2 separate regions of the Zea mays genome follow, and region 1 is linked to region 2. The links are chromatin contacts, called in public Hi-C maps. All regions are on one chromosome and are shown on one strand. The core of a region is the stretch at or near the end of the contact, and the rest is flanking DNA. Distances in the headings are between cores, read along the strand shown. Region 1 holds the start of LOC103646242 (CLIP-associated protein). Region 2 holds the start of LOC100382635.

Region 1 (7,293 bases), core at 3,065-5,564, 670 kb after region 2:
AACCTTTGGCGCCTGTAGAACTTATATTCTAGAGCAAACTATTTAGTCCAATTATTTGTGTTGGGCAATTCAACCACCAAAATCATTTAGGAAAAAGTTTGACCCTATTTCCCTTTCAGTTTATTCACCAAACTCGATCTCCGCTCTAGGTACCATCAAGTGTGCATTAGGGATGAGCCTCCAGCTCGAAAATTTGCAAGCGCCGTTAAATTTTGCCGTTCTCGGTGATGAGCGAGTTTTGAAAACCGATTTGGTTCTAAATTTAAAAATATATAAGTCAAACTTTGCTCAACAAAACGATTTTTTGAAATATAAAACGAAATTGTGATAACTGGTGCGCATGCACCCCTTACAACATCGAGAAGACGACCTTCATGACGCACCACGACCACTTGGAGTTCCTAGACATGTTGTTCGGTCTTATAAACGCACGAACAACCATTCAGAGCCTCATGGACGCCATGTTGCATTTGTTTCTCTATCAGTTCGTCCTCATGCTCTTTGATGATATTTTAATTTGTAGCTCCTCCTGGTCACTACAACCACAACACATTAAGGTAGTTTTGGACACCCTCCATAACAACTTCTTCTATGTCAGGCGCTCCAAATGTTTGTTTGGAGCCTCGTTGGCACCTACCATGTCCACATCGTCTCTGTTGAGGGGGTGACCATGGATCACGACAGGGTGGAGACAGTGACGGCTTGACCCACGCCCTGCTCGTGCGTGCGACAATTGGGGCTTCCTCGGCCTGGTGAGTTACTATTGCATGTTCACCAAGGACTTTGGGCTCATAGATACCCCCTGACGCGACTCCTACATAGGAGGGGTTCACATAGACACCGACCTGTACTTACTTGCCTCCGACATGCTCTTCATTGTCGAGTGAGACGCCTCAAGGCTAGGTTTGGCGTCGTGCTCCATTAGGGTGTTGGCCTCCTCGCCTTCTTCAACTGACTATTTGACGCTTGCCACGTAAAGACCATGGCATACAAGCGCGAGCTGACCAGCTTCGTGTTGACAGTCTACCACTAGCGACCATATCTTTAAGGTCGCCAATTTGTGATACGAACAAAGAACTACAACCTCAAGTTCTTGCTTGATCGGCAGTTGTTCACAATCCCCTAGCATCAATGGTTCAACAAACTATTTGGGTTCAACTTCACTGTTGAGTTTCGACTAGGGTGCCTCAACACAATGTCATACACCCTATCATGTCATGACACAGAGGAGTGCATAGTGCCAGCCACCTCCAAGCCCTCCTAGTTGCTCGACACCATACGCTGGGAGGTCAACATCGACCCGACATTCGTTAATGCCCACGACCAGATCACCATAGGAGACCTACCCCCTAACACCATGATGGCTCATCCTGCACAACACCAAGATCTTCCTGGTGGCATCCTCCACACGCTTCCTCAGATGCTCCAACTAGCTCACACCGCCAGCCACAAAGGGAAACAAAAGATGCTACACCGCCTTCGTGCCGACTTCCACATCAAACGTGAGCACACCCTGGTGCATGTATTCGTCCATGCATGCACTATGTGTCAACACAACAAACATAGACCATCCACTCATTCAGGCTGATCCAACCTTTGGATGTGTTGTCCTAGGTGTGGGTGGACATCCTCTCTTAATTTCACTTAGGGCCTTCTGCAGGTGCACGACAAATCAGTCATCTAACCGTCATAGATTGCTTCTATGAATACACCCATTTCATTCCCTTGGACCACCCCTATACGTTGTCCTCCGTTGCACATGCATTCTTGATCGATATTATATGTCTCCACGACTTCCCGATCTCCATCATCAACAACCACGACCCCATATTTACCAACAATGTGTGGTGTGACCTCTTTCGCCTTGCAGGCATCAAGCTACGCATGAGCACCACATGCCACCCCATATAGACGATCAGTTCGAGGTCATCAACAAGGTCATCGCCATGTAACTTCGCTACATCACCGACGATCGCCACGTGCATGGGTGGAGTAGCTACATTGGGGTGGAATACTGCTACAATACAACCTTCCACCCAGCCTTGCACACCACTCCCTTTAAGGTCGTCTATGGTCGCGACTCGCGACACATCGACGTTCATCTCTTATACTGCAGGCAACACATAGACGCTGACGCCGGAGGACATGCTCCGACAACGTGGCACATTTCTCACTGAGGTTCGGGACCAACTACTTCAAGCACAAGCCTACGCTAAACCGTGTCTACGACGACGACCACCACACCTTAGAGTTCTCTGTCGGTGACTGCAGACTGGTTTGGTTGCGTCTCCTACACCGGTAGGCGGTGTTGCTCATACCGCGCCAAAACATTAAGCTGGGGCCATGCTATGCCAACCCGTTCAAGGCGGTGGGGCCCATCGGGGAGGCCGCCTACTGTCTGTAGCTCCGGACCAACACACACATTCACAATGTCTTTCACATGGGTCTCGTCAAGCCATTCCATGGCACGCAACCAGATGAAATCTCCCCCATGGAGCAGGGTCGACTATTGCCAAACTCCTATAATGTCCTCAAGGCCTAGGTACGACGTGGCACATTTTGCATGTTTTGGTGCACTGGGCGGGGCTGAGCGAGTCCGACGCTACTTGGAAACTGGTCGACAGTTTTCGCCATTCTTACCCTAAAGTTTAGCTTGAGGACGAGCTGTTTTCAAAGAACGAGGCGGATGTTATGACCGACATCACCTACCAAAGGAGACGTCCTTAATAGAATTAAGTTTGCTAGAGAGTTTATTAGAGTTAGTTAGCAACATATTGTCCACAAATTGGTTTGTTAGCAGTTCGGTTGACATTTTTATCCAGATTAAAGGGTTGTTAGGATGGCTATAATAAGTAGACATGCTGAATAAAGAAAACAGGCAAGCAAATCGTCACTGGACTTCTGTCCACCATACAAGCTTTGGGAACAGCATCTCTACCAACCTCATCGTATTTTGTTGCCGGTATGTTTTTCCGATGTTGCTTTCGAAGACATTTTACTAAACTCTTTCCCTGAAGTCCTGTATCGGTATGATTTCGAGTGCTCCGTTGATCCATTCAATGTTTTAGCTGTTTCTGCATTTCCTAAATTCTTTTTATGAAAGAAGGCATTTGATTTCTCGCGCTGTGAGCCCACCTAGAGCCTAGAGGCAGGCATGAGCAGCCTGGTCCATATACCAAAAAAAAAAAATGTCTCTCGAGTGCTCACCTATGGATCGATGGCGCGCGACAGCACGAGTGCCCCATACTAGCAAAAAAGGCGGGAGGCGATGAGAGATGAGATGATGGCCGGCTCTCGCCCTCTTTTCTGTCAGGCTCCAGAAGATTATCATTGTTCATGGACAAGGCTAAGCACCCAATAAGCGACGAATGGAAAGCGTTCTCATTCTTCCTTCAAGCCGTCGTAAGCTTTCAGCAAAGGATTTGGATGATGTACTACTAGTAACCCAAGATGTAGTTGTGCTAGTAACCCAAGATTTGTCTGCGTACTGCAGGCACTAGCAGCGCGAAGAAAATACGGCGTACGGGTACGATGGCCGTGCATAATCCGTGAGTTGTGGATGGATTATGATGATCAGTCTGGCGCTAATCGCCGGATCGGTTGAGGCGTAACGTCGCCGCAGTTGGTTGGTGCTGGTGCGAGTGCGCACATCATCCGGCTGGCATGGCTACGCGGAGACAAGTGCAGCAGCGTTCGGACAGTCGGACGGATGCCTACCAGCCGCCGGAACTGAAATTGCCTCGTCTCCCTTGGTCGCCGTATCTGATGGGTACGAGATATCACCATGACGTGGCGTCATGCTCTCATTAGCACACTTCTCTTTCAGATTAATGTAATAAATGGTATACCAGTGCATAGTTCTTCAGATTTCTCAGATACATATTAGGTGTACATCAGTTGTGGCTGAAGTCCAGCTGCCGTAACAATACCACTCAGGCCTGGAAATGGAATGATGCTGCACTCGGAGTCTCGAACGAACCAGCAGCTGCAGGGGACAGGCAGGCCACCCGCATCACGGGTGGTGGAAATGATTTGGAATGGATTGCCATCTCCTCCCACGCCTTCTTTACCTTGCATGACAAGGGTATGGATGGATTATTGTTTGTTTCAAGCCATTCCAATCCAGAAGAGAAACTGGCAGCTCAGACTGTGGAGAAAAGGAAAAACAAACCGTTTAAAATACGTCCAAAATTTCCACGCGCCACCAGCTTTTGGCGCAGTTTCCTTCTGCCCAGCCAGCGGTGTCCACAGTCCACCGTTCCGGTCTCCCGGAGCCACAGTCCAGAATCCAGAGTCCAGTTCATACGGAAGGCTTGTACGCAAAGGCCTCTCGGGTGCAAAGGATACAAAACATCAGGGGGCTAACTGCACAAAATCCACCAAAAGCCCCAGCCCCCAACCACCCTGCATCTGGTGTTCGTCTCGCTGTGTGCGCTCTCTGTCACTCCCCCACGGCCCACCTCACCCCTCCCGCCCCCTCCCTCCTCAGATCCGGCCATCTCCTGCCCGCCTCGCCGCCGGTCCCGCGGCCCGGAACCCTAAAGCTCACCCCCGTGGCGGTGCCCCCGGTCGCGTGGGGAGAATGGAGGCGGCGCTGGAGGCGGCGCGCGCCAAGGACACCAAGGAGCGCCTGGCCGGGGTCGAGCGGCTGCACGAGGCGCTCGACGCCGCGGCGCGCCGCGGGCTGACCGCGGCCGAGGTCACCGCGCTCGTGGACACCTGCATGGATCTGACGCGGGACGCCAACTTCCGCATCGCCCAGGGCGGCCTCCAGGCGCTCTCCGCCGCCGCCGTCGTCGCCGGCGACCACTTCAAGATCCATCTCAACGCCCTCGTCCCGGCCGCCGTCGAACGCCTCGGCGACGGCAAGCAGCCCGTTCGCGACGCCGCGCGGCAGCTCCTCATTACTCTGATGGAGGTGAGCTTCCTTTCGTCGCCGTTCTGAGCGGCCTGTCGTCTCTCCCCCGGAAATGCATGTAGCTGGGGAGCTAGGTTAAGTTATGAATTTGTGCTAAGAGGTCGAGCTGGTACAGGTTGGAGATTTGGGGCTTGTTTTTTTTAGGTAGGTTGGGTGGGGTGGGGCACGGTAGATGTACAAGTTGCATGGTTGTGCTCAAGCGAGAAATCCAAAGGTCTATTCGGCTGACCATGATAGTTTGATAGGCATAACATTTAAATGGATCAACGGGCTATATGTTTGTAGGAATCGTGTGCTCTTGGGCTCGACTATTGTTCCTAAGGTGAACATCCAGTGGCATATCTTTTGTTCTCCTGTGATTTTGGTTATAGCAAACAAAGATAAAATTGGGATTCAAGTAAATTCTTAGCTGCTTCCCTGTATGCAATCTGATATTTGGGCATCTAAAGTTATTGCAGTATAAATTGTATACTATTTTTGTACTATTTTTACCTGTCAATGCTTTATTGCAGTATATTAACTAATATGATACTGTCGGAGAGAAAACTCCAGCCGGGTGGCTTAATGCACCCGCCTAATCCTGTGAACTAGGGGGAGCCTAGGGATTTGCCTGACCAGTTGGATGAACTTGAGAACACCAGGGTTAGAGTGGTTCGGACCGCCGGAGCGTAATACCCTACATCCACTGTGAGTTGTATTGCATGAGGAATGGGAGTCTGCGTGTGTCCAAGGGTCTCCGAGGGAGTCTGTCCTTGTAACGTTATGTGCCCTTCCTTTTATAGCCCAAGGGGGGCACATACAAGAAAGTTGAGCTCCGACAGGCGGGTCCAGGAATATAGTAATAAAAACATACTACATGGAACAATTGATGTCGTCGGCGGACAGAGATCTTCTCTTGGTCACCGTGCAGATTTCTTGACCAACCTTTCCTTCGCCCTGTCTTGTTAGCGTATGGGCGAAGGCTCTGGTATGGGTTGCAACGTAGATTGGCACGCTGACGTGCGTAGGAGTGTGCGTAGTTGCCTGTGATGTCACATCCGACCGGTCACTGTAACTGACAGTCTGACACAATACCCGATCGAACGACGCTTCATGATGGTGTCTCCCACGCGCGTAGCACATCGGCCTCGGTAACGCGCGGAGCTTTGAGCGGGCATTTAATGCGCGCGGCGTTGCCATGCTACAGTGCGCCTCGGTAATGCGCGGGGCGGTTACAGAGACCTGTCACAAGCCTGCCAATGCCCCGCGCTTGGTCAGAGCACGCCTTGGCCGCCTTGCATTTAATGCGGGTTGAGGCCTTGCTTCCATGCGCCCAACTAGGGCTGGAAAAAAGCTCGAGGCTCGCGAGCCGGCTCAAGCTCAAGGCGGCTCGGCTCGGAGCGACTCGCGAGCCTCGTGTTCGAGCTCGCTGGTCCACCGAGCCGAGCCAGCTCGTTTTGGCCCGCGAGCTGTGCCAAATTAATCAAACTATACAATAATGATGGATAATGAATAATTTTACTTATAATGTTGTATGATGATTATATTTTTCACATTTATATACTATTAAATCATTATATAATGTAATATTATTTATTAAGGTCCAGCTCGCGAGCCGAGCCAAGCCTCCTTTCAGCTCGTTGTGTGAACGAGCCGAGCTCGGTCTGTCAACGAGCCGCGCCGAGCCGAGTCGAGCTCGGCTTGGCTCGTTTCCAACCCTACACCCAGCGCCACGTGGTGTCATTGGGCCCTCTGCATGGGTTCGTAGTAGGGCCAGGGGCATGTTCTTCCCTGGGGCATGTTCGGGGTCCAGTTTGTATACGTGGAGGTCTTGGACCTTCTAGGGGGTCCGGATTGCGTACATGGGGGTCTGGGACCCACCCATATGGGGCTCCAGACTCGGTGAAGTCCTTGAGCATATCGCCTCCCTGGACACGTGGTGACACTGAACCTACTCATAAGGCGGGGACATGCGCCGTTCTGGAATCAGAGTGGTTGGCCGAGGCGAGTAGCTTTCGGAGCGTCGCCTAAGACGCCCTCGGGCGGATCGGAAATGCGCTTCTCGCCCAAGGTTGGAGTGGGCGAGTCGGGAGGCCAGCCTCGGGCGAGTCGCGACTGCGTCTCTCCTTCGGGGTTGGCCTCGGGCGAGTCGTGACTTGGGTCGAGCTACTGAGTTCCTTAGCTCACGATTAGAGATAACCGTGTGGGTACTGCATTTTGATACAATAGTAAGGGGTACCCCAGTTCTGTGGTACCGACAAATACTATTCTTAAACCATGTTACATATGTACTTTCGTCCTTTGATTATCAAAGCATTCAAGCCTAGATGTTTGCTTGTTTTAAAGTTATCGTCTTGAAATATTTTGTTTTTGTCCAACTCAGGTTTCTTCACCAA
Region 2 (7,839 bases), core at 953-3,452:
AGCAGGAACACAGGAGTGTCAAGTGTGCATCACCTGACCCATATTCTAATTCAGGGCACAGGAGTAGAAAGTACCTCTGTCTAACAAGGTCAAGGGATAACATGTAATTTGCATCTTAATCAATCCAAATGCAAATGACTATAGTTCAATACACAAGTATAGAATAATGTGCGAACTGTCACCAAATTACCTCCTTTTCTAGTGATGGACGAACTTGAAATAGGGCCCATAGCATGAGAATGTTTTAGTCCATTGAATCTCCAAGTGATGCCAATGGCCAAGCACGTCAAAACAAAAACCACAGCTGATAGAGCAATTATGGCAACAGTTTTAGAGTTAATCTTGTGGTGCCTTCTATTGTGTATATTTGCACCAAAAGGGTCCTCATTACTGCTTACTGGACCCAATGATCCAGGAATAGGTACTAAAGAAGCAAGGCCTGTGATATGTGTATGATTAGATAAAGAAAAGAACAAGGATTAGATAAATAAAACAACAAAAACCACTACAGAAGGCTAGTGAAATGAATGTATCAACATCTACGCACCTGGATAATGAACATATGTAGCAACATAATCACCAAAAGTGGATGAGTTTATTGGCACCTTCTTTTGCAAAAATCTGTTGCTAATCAGTAAGGCTGAAGTCCTATCAAATTTCTGGCCTAATGGCACCAAATCAATGGTCACTGTTGTCTTTTCAGGATCTTGAAGACTACTCCCAGCACCCATTATCCGAACTTGACTCTGTTTCAAGAATGTACCTGCTGCCACCTCGATTTCTAATTCATCAATTCTTGGAAACAATTGATACGGCGCCACACCAAGATCAAGCTGAATTTGCATAGGATATACACAACCACAGGGTGAACCAATTGGAGTCGACGTAAGTGGAGCAGAACAAGTTGTTCTGCTGCAATCTGTCAAAACTCAGGCATGAAAAGGTCTTATTATTGTTGATTTCTTCATACTTAACAATAAGATTTGTAATCTATATTGTACAGCTGAGAAGGTAAAAAAACCTTGTCTTTCTGGCGAAAATGATGAAGGTGGTGGGGAAGCATGGTGTCTTCTTCTGTGATGCCTATGCACTGGGTGAGCAATAATGGCGCCTGAGTATCAGAAGGAACAATGATTTGTATGAAGAATGCTAAATAGAGCAAATAGAAAGGTACATGTTGAAAAAATATATTTTCGTTCATGGTGAGAAACTGAGAGTTATATCTGATTGCTACACTTATACCATTCATGTGCACAGACCTCAAAGGGTTTTTTGTGCTTTACCTTCAGGTTGAGGAGAAGGGGCTGGGCCAGGGGCTAGTGCAGGAAAGCGATGCTGGTGGGTTCTACTCCAGAATCCGAATAAGTATGATGCAAGACTTGTTGAGCTTGATGTTCCCAGTTGCACTGCTTTGGATATTCAAACAAGAAACAACAAAAACAAAGTATACAAGTCATGCACCAAACATTGGGTTTCGTTCCCTGCATTTGGAACTGTACAGTCTGTATCCAGTTAAGGCAGCGTAGAGTCCAATGACAATTGACACTTGAACCAGTTGAACGAACTGGCAAAGCCTAAAAATTTCGAACTCCATATGAGACAGAAAACGCTCCGCTCGCACCATACTGTAGCTCTTGTCATATCTACGCACGCTGTTTTAACAACCCAGGAAGTCCTACTCAGGCACGCGGACAACCATGCCAGGAGAGTGAGTTCACCGGCGGCGGCGGCGCCAAAGCCAAAAAGAATCGAAGTGCAGTTTTTTTCAGAAGGAATACCAACTTCTACATGTGAAAGCCTGAGGCATGATTCAGATGCGCTCGGAGGAATCACGAGAGCAACAGCTCCACGGAGCAAAAGGCGAAACCATCTTCTGCCTCGCACAAGACCAGTGGAACTTGCCACGCACGTCATGCCCCGCGATCCCACCGCAAGAACGCAACCCGCACTAGAATTCGCCCCGGCATTGCCACTGGAACCCGAGAAAAACGCAAAGCACTGAGAAGAAACGAGGAGAAATCTCAAGGACGCACCGCAGAGCACGACGAGGAGGAGGAGGAGCGCCGCTCCCCGCGGCGGCATCGCAGGACGTCGCGGGTAGGAGAGGCCCGGCTCAAGGCGACGCCGCCATGTGGACCCCTGGCGGGGGATCCCAGCCGAGCAAATCCGTCTCCTTCCTCGCGCTCTGCTTCCGCAGCGCTGCTGCTCCTTCCTTTCTTTTCTTTTTTTTCCTCGCCAGAGTCCTTTTTGGTTCTTCGCATTGAAGTGAGGCGCTGGTCCCGAAGCAGCATTAATTGGCGGGTGGGAGATACTGCACCGAGACGAGCGAGGTTTTCCTTCCAGACGTGCCTTGTTTTTTTAATACTATTTTTTTTTGGTCCAGGGTGCAGAGTAGACAGACCGCCCAGTTGTTTCTTCTATTCTCACGCTTCTGAACTCTTTTGGAATTTTTTTATTTTTTTTTGAAACAGTTTCTTTGCTACTTTTGGAATTACGTTATGGGGTTTTACTAGTACACTCAGGAAAATCGGATTTTAGATAAATGTGTTAGGCTTTGAATTTTTTTTCTCACAAACCTGTCTTTTTTAGCGAAAAAGGTAAAAAAACGTATCATAAAAAGGTCATGTTTAGTAGAATCCAGCTACTGGGCAACTAATGCCTTCTTGTTTTTAGGGGGTGTTTGGTTAGAGGGACTAAAGATTAGTCTCTAGTTTTTAGTCCCTTTTTTGCCAAACACTAGGACTAAAATATGAACTAAAATGATTTAGTCTTTAGTCCTTCACATAGGTGCTAAAAGAGACTAAAAGCTCATAATTATCATATTGTCCTTACCTTTTTATAGATAACTAATATTATGAGTATATTCTAAGGGTATTTGAGTCTTTGGACAATGTATTTAATGACTTTAGAATCTATTTAGTCTCTAAAACCAAACATATAGGGACTAAAGTTTAGTCCTAGGACCAAAGTTTAGTCCTAGAACTAATTGAAACCAAACATGCCCTTAGTTGTTGTAAGATGGTAGCCTGGCTGCTGGCTCGTATGTGCGGAGTCAGACTGTTTTATGCAAAGGCTAATCAATATATAGTCTTTTGTTTGCTTATTTTCATTAGTGCATTAGGGACCCATACAACTCGTATTTGATTGTTTATAGTAGAACGTGTTTTAAAGAAGAGTATATAAATAAATTTTTAAATATTTTATATCATGTGTAATCTAGTTTTGTTTGTAAAAACATTAAGAACATAAATATGAAATTGGTTCAATGATAAAAACCTTTCAATTAGAAAATATAACGAAAAAGAAATCAAAATGCAATCTAGAAGTACGTGCATGTTGCACGCGCGCGTACCCGCCAGCCATGGCTACTCAGGCTGTTCGCAGTGACATGCTGTAAACCAAATTCTACCCGACATACAGTCAAAAAACATCTGCAGCGGGGCACTGCACACGGGACTGTAAACGTAGAGAGGCCCTGAGGAACTCTATTTACAGCGTACCTACTCTTCTCACTCCAAACATCCTTCTCTCGGTTTGGCTGTACGGGAAGCATGCGAGCAAGTAGCCAGCGCAGCAGATTTTTGCAGCAAGAGAATATAAAGTGAAAAAAAATAATATAATATATGATAGTTGATATAGAGTTGGAATATAGAGTAAATATGACCGCGAAAAATTGTGGTATAGAGTAGAGAATCTTGCTGACTAGGATAGAATATTTCTTTTAGAGTACGAATTTAGAGTAGTATGAGTGCGGCGCCTCAGAAGTCAGAGCCTTATTTTTTTGTATCACGTCCATTAAACCAAATAAACCGTGCTTTAAGGGTATGTTTAGTAGTGCTGCTTCGTTTCAAAAATAAAAAAATAAAAAAATACTGTTATAGGTTGTTTCAACTTAATAAAAAATATGGAAGCTTGACTAAATTTATATAAAAAAATAGCATCCAGAATTATATCTCCGTATAGATTTATTATAAAAAAAATGCATTCCATGATTAATCTAAATAGCTTAGGTCATGGCGTTGCTCGAGCTAGCTGTGGGCCTAACAAAATTTTCACGGGAGGCAAACAAAAACAGCGGTGCCGGTGCTGCCCTGCCCCCGTGCGGCCGGTCTTTGATGCGATGCCAGCCAACGCGGCGCTAACTTGAGAAGAGTGAGCTTAAAGGAAAAGCAGCATAAAGGCCTAGCAGGCCCACCTCATATCCAGTGCAACTCGGCAAAAAAGCTCACAAACTTTTATATTTGCACCACCAAAACGTATATACGCACATGCGTATGCTGGCCAACACACTGATGATTTTTATGGTAGTACAGAATAATAGCATACGAGTAGAAGAAAGAAAGAAAGAAACAGTAGATTTTTTTTTTTAAAAAAAAAGAAGAAAAAAAAACTCGAATTGAATGCAAGGCAGGGTTCCTTCTCCTTCCATGCTGCTTGCTTGCTTTTGTTGCTCTACGGACGCCGTCGGTAGAATAATAATAAACTAATAAACGCCGGCGAGTGGGGTGACTGGTCAGGAGTTACATGATGCTTGCGCTGGTGACAAAACTCGATGGCGCACCTAGGGAGTCGTCGGTTGCGACGGGGGGAAAAAAGGCTACGCGGATTGCCACGGGTGCGATGATCTGATGAGTTGACGCGTTCACGTGCGATTGTTGCGTCCCGCCCCCGGGACGCAACAAGTCCCTGCTTGTTTCGGCCGTTAGTTGCCGTCGAGATGCATCATGCATGCATATATGAACGTGATGATGGTCTTTCGCAGCAGTGCAGTGCAGTGTCGTAGATGGGCCGTGGGCCTGGTTCGGTTGATCGAACCCATGAAAACAATCCAAATGGGTCCCAAATAACGACACCGGCTCATTGGACCTGAAGCATCAGAACCGAAAGGTCGAGAGTTGGACGAGACGTTCTTCGTTCCATTCTTTGTCCGGCGGCCGGGGGGGGGGGGGGGGGGGGGGGGGGGGGGGGGGGGGGAGCACTGGAGACAATAATGATTCCCCCCGTTCTCCGTCCGGGTTACAGTCCCAAAAAACTAAACAGACCCGTAAACACGTCAATTGTGAATGTGATAGTAGCACCCAAATACGTTGATGGCGAGAGCAGCAACACCCCAAGTACGAGACTGCAGAACCAACAAACATCAACAATTTTGGATGGGGATTGAGGAAGGAGGTGGATGAGACGCAACAACAGCGGGACTACGGGACCAATCCAGCTGCAACGTGGTCGTGCCAGTACTAGATCAGCTAACGCCAGTGTTAACTTAAATTTCTTTTTTCGCATGCGTGACAATTATTCTCCGTAATAATTTTTTCATGGATCTAACTTATGAGTCATTTTCATAAACCAACACCAATGATGAATCAATGTTTCTTACTTGGAAACCCAAACAAACACCACTAGCTGGAGACACTCACGTCGGCGTCGCTCATCAACGACGAGAAGAAGCTCGGTGACTGCCAGTTCAACCTCTCGAAGCAGTCCTACGTGGTCGCATGCGCAGCTGTGTACGACAAGCTCCGGCGCAGTCGTCACTTGAACACGGTCTAGAGCGGCTGCACCGCTATCCATCATCAAGCAGGGGGACCTCATGGTTGTCGCCAACGTCGACGACTCTCGGGTTATTCTGGCCGGCACCACATCCGACAACGGCGCCATCACGCCGTCTAGCTTATCGTCCACCTGAAGCCCAACCTACCACGTAAGTCGCTACTGACCGGCCATGAATTCTTGTACGCTGGGATGACGATCGTTGCTGACGTTGCATGAGTATTGAAAGTCGCCTAGAGGGGGGTTGGATAGGCAAAACCTGAAAATTAAAACTTTATCCCCCAACTAGATCCCTCGATTAGTGGTTAGAATAAGATATACAAATATCGGAGAATAAAAACTAAGTTCTTGCTTGTAAAGAATATTGCGCTTAAATAATGCGGAAGTGATAAATCAATACTACTAACAAGTTTATGAGAATAAAGCAAGAAGGCTTAGATAAGAACAGTAATAACACAACTTCTCTCTTGCAATGTGTTGCTTCACTAAATAAGATTTTAACTTAAAGCAACACCAAATAGAATTAGCAAAGAGTAGTGCAAGAGGAACCAAGAAAGGCAAAAGACAAACAAATCACAAGCAATAAGCACACGAGACACGGGTCATTTGTTTTACCGAGGTTCGGCCCTCGAAGGCCTAGTCCCCGTTGAGGAGTCCACTAAGGACGGGTCTTTTTCAACCCTTTCCCTCTCTCCACCGATCACACAAGGATCGGTGAGCTCTTCTTCTTCTCAAGGATCACTCTCGATCCCGCAAGGACCACCACACTCTTTGGTGTCTCTTGCTAGCTTTTACAAGCCTCCAAAACTTTGGAGGAAGTTCAATGGGAGTCAAAACTCCACGCGCAAATGAACACAAAGATATAGTACACACTATCTCTCAATGAATCTCACAAGGCACTAGAGCTAAATCACACGAGAGGCTTTCTTTTGCTTGCTCTCGATTTTGTGGCACTTGTGTGGGTTGTAGTGGTCTAAATCTTGTGTATAGGATGGATCAATGAATATATGTGGTTGGGAGGGCTTGAGTATGTCAACTAGATGACTTGGAATGTTGCTTGGACTCCCACCCCTTGAAGTGGCCGGTTGGGGTGGTATTTATAGCCACCAAACAAAATATGGCCATTGGAGAAGCTTGCTGGCGATGGGCGCACCGGACAGTCCGGTGCGCCGCCATGTCATCCTCCCGTTAGGGCTCGGAGCCGGTCGACCGTTGGAGGCTTCGTCCTCATGCGGCACTGGACAGTCCGGTGCGACACCAGACAGTCCGGTGCCCCTCTGACCGTCTGCTCTGGCATCTGTATTTCACTGTTCACTTTGCAGAGTCGACCGTTGCGCGCAGATAGCCGTTGCTCCGCTGGTGCACCGGACAGTTCGGTGTGCACCGGACACTGTCCGGTGAATTATAGCGGAGCTACGCCTGGGAAACCCGAAGGTGAAGAGTTCGAGCTGAAGCACCCTGGTGCACCGGACATTGTCCGGTGGCACACCGGATAGTCCGGTGCGCCAGACCAGGGCAGCCTTCAGTTTTCCCTTGCTCTCTTTGTTGAACCCTTTTCTTGGTCTTTTTATTGGCCTTTTGTGTACCTTTGGCACCTGTATAACTTATAGACTAGAGCAAACTAGTTAGTCCAAATATTTGTGTTGGGCAATTCAACCACCAAAATCAATTAGGAAATAGGTGTAAGCCTAATTCCCTTTCAATCTCCCCCTTTTTGGTGATTGATGCCAACACAAACCAAAGCAAATATAGAAGTGCATAATTGAACTAGTTTGCATAATTGTAAGTGCAAAGGTTACTTAGAATTGAGCCAATAAAAATTATCATAGGATATGCATGGATTGTTTCTTTATAATTCTACCATTTTGGACCACGCTTGCACCACATGTTTTGTTTTTGCAAATTCTTTTGTAAATCCTTTCCAAAGTTCTTTTGCAAATAGTCAAAGGTAAATGAATAAGATTTTGCGAAGCATTTTCAAGATTTGAAATTTTCTCCCCCTTGTTTCAAATGCTTTTCCTTTGACTAAACAAAACTTCCCCTCGATGAAATTTTCCTCTTAGTGTTCAAGAGGGTTTTGAGATACCAATTTTTGAAAGTGCTACTTTCTCCCCCTTTTTGAACACAATAAGATACCAATTTGAAACTTACCAATTGAAGATCATTAGTTTTAAAAATTAGGGGTGGTGCGGTCCTTTTGCTTTGGGCTAAAACTTTCTCCCCCTTTGGCATGAATCGCCAAAAATGGATACTTTGAGTGAAATATAAGCACTTGAAGTGTTCTCCCCC

What was found. A called contact is a pair of places that touch in the nucleus more often than the background predicts.
Region 1: a Hi-C map of tassel shows a contact between it and region 2, with 1.9 times the contacts expected there. The contact joins the promoter of LOC103646242 here to the promoter of LOC100382635 in region 2. A contact is called at or near these places in 2 of 25 Hi-C or Micro-C datasets (ear and tassel).

The regions. Positions count from the first base shown.
Region 1 is chr2:31,860,839-31,868,131 of Zm-B73-REFERENCE-NAM-5.0, forward strand. It overlaps LOC103646242 (CLIP-associated protein), which reads left to right and starts at 4,315. Exons shown (of 21, transcript XM_008670969.3): 1 at 4,315-4,918; 2 at 7,281-7,293. The coding sequence starts at 4,583.
Region 2 is chr2:31,196,410-31,204,248 of Zm-B73-REFERENCE-NAM-5.0, forward strand. LOC100382635 reads right to left here and starts at 2,203. Exons shown (of 8, transcript NM_001175359.1): 1 at 2,034-2,203; 2 at 1,284-1,409; 3 at 1,022-1,111; 4 at 548-919; 5 at 191-439. The coding sequence starts at 2,082.